2 separate regions of the Pan troglodytes genome follow, and region 1 is linked to region 2. The links are chromatin contacts, called in public Hi-C maps. All regions are on one chromosome and are shown on one strand. Each heading gives the region's core, a stretch centred on a gene start, on an enhancer-like site or on the middle of the called end of the contact. The rest is flanking DNA. Distances are from core to core; before and after follow the strand shown.

Region 1 (2,700 bases), core at 60-2,559, 470 kb after region 2:
CAAGAACTCAGAGCTAGCTCTATTCCTGTGTGCTGAGATCTCTGCCCAAGGCATTTTGAGGAGGAGTATGAAAAACCTAGTAGTTTGGATTCCAGTGTGTTGCAATAATTTTGAAACACTAAGCAGTATATTCTCCTTCCTACTTTTATCTCTCTTCACCTTCCATTCCACCTGTTCTAAGCTCATTGTCTGATAGAGGAGAAGATCACAGAAAGTAGAAAAGAAAGGAATCTTTTCCTGGCTTTGGACTTTCAAAAGGCGAGATGAAAGATTTAGAAGAAAATGAGATGATCCCTTGGTAGTTGTCCTCATTTATACCTCCATCTCCAATCCCTTCATCCCCTCAAAGCCAGAGAAGAATTCCCCAGGCCTGGGGGAAGGTTGGGAAAATAGGTGGTGGGAAGTGATGTGAGAGAAATGTCCTCCTGGAAGATGCCCTTCACCTCAAGGACAAGAGTAGAAGCAAGTTTAAAGCCAGCCCAGCCTTCACCCAAACAAGGATGTACATTAGGGGCTATGCTACCTGTCCATCCTTCCCACTGGCAGCTAGTGAGGACTTCCCTTCCACAGCATTCAGCACTTTGGCACTGGAGCGCCATCTTTTTCTGCCAAGTTACCACAGATAACTGCCCAGTCCAGTCCAATGGTTTTCAAACATTAATGTGCATCAGAATCACTTGGGGGGGCTTGTTAAGACACAGATGGTCAGGTTCCACCACTAGAGTTTCAGATTCAGCAGGTCCCAGGCGCAGATGGAGAATTTGCCTTTCTAACAAGTTCCCCAGTGATGCCAATGGTACAGGTCTAGGGACCACACTTTGAGAAGTGCCCTAGGCAATGCCATAGGACATTTTACTCAACAACTTTACATACAAGTTGTGGGACCTTAACCACATTTCCTATCCCCTCTGTCCCTCAGTTAACATATTAAAAAAAAATAGGTATATTACCTACCTCATACAGTTGTGGGTAAAGATTAAATGAGATGTTGCTAAAATATTTATCAAGGGAATTGGCTTATGGCACGTAATATTGCTGTTTATTATTATTTATAACAACACTTAATATAAGGCCTCTCCCCTAATTGTTTTTAATAAATGTTTTCTGGCTAGCTGAATTGTCACCAAACTTTCACAATCCCAAAAGAAAGTTGGGTAAAGCTACACACTCCTGTCCCCGCCTCTGTTCCCATGTCCATACCCTAACAATGACAGGACCAAGAAATTGCCCTCTGGTCTATCCTGCCTGAAGCCTGAGCATGTGTCCCTCTAAACCCCTCCAGACCCCGCTATGAAATATAAAGAATGTCAGCAGGCAGCAGGCCTCCATTGTTAAGAAGAGGAAACCAGGAGAGGCCGGCTCCCAAAGATGTGGTCCAGTAGGAATTCAGAATCGCCAGTATTCTTAGCTCCTGCTTATCTTGGATTGAGCCTTTGTTAGATTTGTTTGTTTGTTTGTTTTTAAAGCTAAGCAGTCTTGTGAAAAGCAGCTTCTCAGTAAACTATATAGGCACTTCCTGGTTACCCATGATATGAGAATAACCTCTAAACTATTTCCATTTCTGATCCGGGCTGGAAACAGGAAATGCACTGGGTACAGCTTTAAACAACAACAAAAAAAAAGGGACCAAAAGATAAACCAAATTGTCCCAGGGTTCAGAAGAGGTTTACGCTAAGCGTTAGAAGGTTCAGATTTAGTGAATCCTCCCCCACTTTCTGCCATTCCAGAAATTCCTTTTAGAGGAGGGGGAAAAAAAAAGTGAAGAGTTGTACTAAATTGCAGAGCACTGCCATCTTCAGGGCCAATGAGGAAAATTTCCCAGGGTCAGCCAGATAAATCATCTTCCTAAACACTTCATTGAAATATAATCAGATGGTTAAAAATTTGACAGCAGACAGACTGGAACAGATTTTTCTACTGTTTCCAATGTTTGAAAAGTCAGTAGACGCAGCTTTTTGTGGTGTATGAACATTTAAAAAAATATTTGCTGATTGAAAAGCCATTTACAATAAATAGGAAAGTTTAAATAGCTCAAACTGCATTGCCAAATGATGGGAGTAACACAGGCACAAACATATTGTTCAGAAAAAAAAATTCCTTAAAAAGAAAAGTATGAATCGAATGATTTAGAAATGCTGTTTGAACAGATGGTGTGATTAACAACTAGTGTGTTAGCCATCTCAGGAGCTTACAGAGAAGTAAACAAATGCAAGGGGAAAAGAATCACTTTATTCCCCCAAAGAGTGTTTAGTTCACTTCTCTATGAAAATTTAGAAGTCTGCATTTTGAAAGTTGGATATCCCTAGGGGATATTGGAAATAAGAAGTGACAGGAGTCTTTTTGGAGAAAGACCACATTAGGACAAATGCAGATGCTCCCCATACAGGCTGAGATGTACAGTCATCCAAAACGCTGGAGGCAGGTGGTGCTGTGCAGAACACACAAGCCATGGAGAAAGAGGGCTGGGTTCTCACCCTGGTTGTAGCCCCAGTTACCACTGGCCTGGAAGCCTAGCCTTGTTCTCTCTGGACCTCAGTATCTTTCTTTGGAAAGTAAGAGTAAGAACCAGATGAGCTGTACAGCTTGCTTCAAAAACTTTAATGTGCACCTGGGGATCTCATTAAAATACAAATTCTAACTCATAGGCCTGGGGTAGGGTCACAGTTTGACTTTCTACTGGCCCCCAGGCAATGCTGATGC
Region 2 (2,700 bases), core at 139-2,638:
TCTTTTTTAACCAAGCACGAAGTCACTTCTTTCTCTGCACTGAAATCTGCCCATTATCCCTCCTTTGCAAAACCTCTAGAGATTAGAAGGGACATCAATGAACGCGAGTGAACTTTGGCCACTTTTCTACCCAAAACACCAGCGTAAACGTAGAAATCAGTAACCAGGTGAAGTGCCACACCGCACAAAGATCAGAGGCGAGGGGCGGGCGCTCAGGGCCGGAGGCGGGGAAGAAAATATCCCGGCCCCGCCGCCCCTCCAGCCCCAGTCATCGCGTGCGCGGGAGGTGGAGGGGCGTCCCTGGGGGGCGGGAGGCTCCGCGCCACGGCGAGGGGAGCGAAGAGTTACAGCTTACAGGGCGAGGCCCTTGGAGAAGGGGTCGAAAAGCCGGGCCACCAGCGGATCCAGACGCGCACACCAGGCGACGGCCGCCGGCCAGCCAGGGCTCGGCGAGGGGTGCCGCTCGACCCCACGACCCTCCCCGCTGGCCGGGCCAGGAAGGGGCTGGTGGCTCTTTCCTGTCTAGTCTCTCCCCCCGCGGCTTTCTGTAACCCGATCCCCGCACTCCGCTCCCAGGGAAGCCGCCGCCCCGCGCGCCGCCCGGCTCTGCCCAGGCCGGCGCTATAGTTAGCAACCTTCCAGCAACTCCGCCCGGGGGTGGCGGGGGCTCGCCGCGCGCCCCCCTCCCCAGGCCTGACCCTGCGCGCGTCCCCGGGCCCCCTCCTCCGGCCGTCACCTCTCCCCGGCGCCCCTTTACCTTGGCTTGCAGATACTGGGGGTAATAGTAGGTGGCGTACTGAGGGTACATCTGCTGTTTCCACACTTTGCCCATGAAGCTGGAAGGGAGCCTGCCGTGCAGGGTCGCGGACACTTTGGGGTTTCCAAGTCTCGGGCTCTCCTGCCTCTCCCTTTCCGGCGGCGGCGGCGGCGGCGGCTGCTGCTGCTGCTGCTGCTGCCGCTGCTCCACCTCCCAGCCGGGACCAGACGTCCTCCTCCTCCTCCTCCTCTTCCTCCTCCTCCTCCTCCTCCTCTTCCTCCTCCTCCTCCTCCTCCTCCTCCTCCTCCTCCTCCTCCTCCTCCCAGGCAGAAAGAAAGACACTGCAGAGCGCAGAGGGCACCCCGGACAGGGCGCTCCCAAGGAGTTTCCTCCCGGAGCCCAACTGCTCCGGGGCTGCCAAGGGCTGGCGCGCTGGCCGCGGTCCGCTCGGGCGAGCCGGCTGCGCGGGGCTGAGAGGTATCAATACAAGTGGAAAGTGCGGCAGCGGCGGCTGCGCTTGGTGCCAGGCGGCATCTGGGGTGGGTGCGCCCGATGTGGAGAGAGGAGAGGGGCTGGCGTTCCGAGGCCGTGGGGGAAGGGCGGGCGGGGGCGGGGCCTGGGCGCCGCCGAGCCCGGGACCCGCTGGAGGTGAGGGCTGAGTTTTAACCACTCCTCACCTCCCAGGCTCGCGGTTGGACGGGCGGAAGCCCTGTGAGTCCAGATCGCTTTGTGTCGGGGGTGGGGAAATGGGAGTGGGAGTGGGGGTGGAGGGGGAATGCGGGGGGACCCAGCTTAAGAACTGCAGGGCGGGCACCTCTTTTGCTTTCCCGAGTTTTTATCCTCGTAAGGGGGAGGGGAAATAAGGGAAAAGAGGAAATCTGATTAATCTTTCACTTCCCACCGCCCAGTAATTTTTTTTCACAAGGGAAGGAAAATGATTTAATGCCCAACAAAGCTGGAGTCTGGACACCTGGGTTCTGTTCCTCCCACCCGCCCCCGACCCGGGGCCACAAGACTAATCTAGGTGACCTTGGGAGGGTTAGCGTCCTTCGGTTTGGTTTTCCCAGATGTGAGACGTGAAATCATGCCCCTTGCACAAGGGGAGGCAAAGCACATACATACACACACACACACACACACACACCCCTCACAACAAATAGACGGATCCTTCTAAGAGGGGGATGCCGCAAAGAGGCAGAATGTTATTAGAGGACACAATATAGACATCAGCTTTTCTCTGCTTCTTTCTAATGCTGCCAGACAGTCTGTCAACTCCCACTCAGGAGCAAGGAAACTCCCTGAGTTTGGAATATTTTAAGGCCATTTTGAAAGTCACGCTGGCATATTGTTGCAGTGTGCTTCAGTGACATATAAAATCAATCTCTCTTTCTGCCTCTCTCCATCTCCTAATTGTCACAGCTCTAGACAGCCCCAGACCAGCAGTGGTTCAGTTCACTACATAACTAGATATAATTTAATGGAATTAATTGGTCCCCGAAGCTGCCTGCAGAAGACTTTTATATTCCAGCTCAAAAAGAGAGCTAATACCAAAATGTACATACGGATAGCATAGGTAAGCAAGCATCCTCAAATTAGGGTTCCGGCACATCTAATAAAATGTAATAAAAAACTGTGTTTGTTATTAAATAGACCTTGTTTACTTTGTCATTTTGGTTTTTGAAGAGTCTTTTGTTAATAGCACAAGGTAAATTAAACTCTACTGGAATGCATTATTTTGTTAAACAGTTATTATTTTTATATGATAACATTTTAAAATAGGTTTAGTAAGATGCTTTAAAACAATGACAAAATAAGGACCTGAAACCCTTATAATCGTTCTATGGTTTAGACAAATTTCTAGATCTTACATGTTTGACAAAAACAAAATAAATATAAGTATAGGTGAGAACATTTTGGCTCTGCCAGGAGGCAAATCATGTCCC

The links. Hi-C and Micro-C count contacts between places; a contact is called where the count stands out from the background.
Region 1: a contact with region 2 is called in a Hi-C map of stem cell-derived neural progenitor cells, with 4 times the contacts expected there. The contact joins the enhancer-like site here to the promoter of RBMS1 in region 2. A contact is called at or near these places in 2 of 7 Hi-C or Micro-C datasets (blood and stem cell-derived neural progenitor cells) and 1 of 1 datasets of contacts at active chromatin or transcription factors (stem cell-derived excitatory neurons).

What each region holds. Positions count from the first base shown.
Region 1 is chr13:63,012,367-63,015,066 of NHGRI_mPanTro3-v2.0_pri, forward strand. No RefSeq gene overlaps it. Among named protein-coding and RNA genes, the nearest start is that of TANK, 120 kb to the right of the region's middle. Within about 2 kb of position 1,310, at least 6 of the 24 cell types and tissues checked have an H3K27ac peak or open chromatin away from gene starts, as enhancers often do. A contact at or near this core is called in stem cell-derived neural progenitor cells, where this site is marked.
Region 2 is chr13:62,543,324-62,546,023 of NHGRI_mPanTro3-v2.0_pri, forward strand. It overlaps RBMS1 (RNA binding motif single stranded interacting protein 1), which reads right to left and starts at 1,389. Exons shown (of 14, transcript XM_009443570.5): 1 at 758-1,389. The coding sequence starts at 832.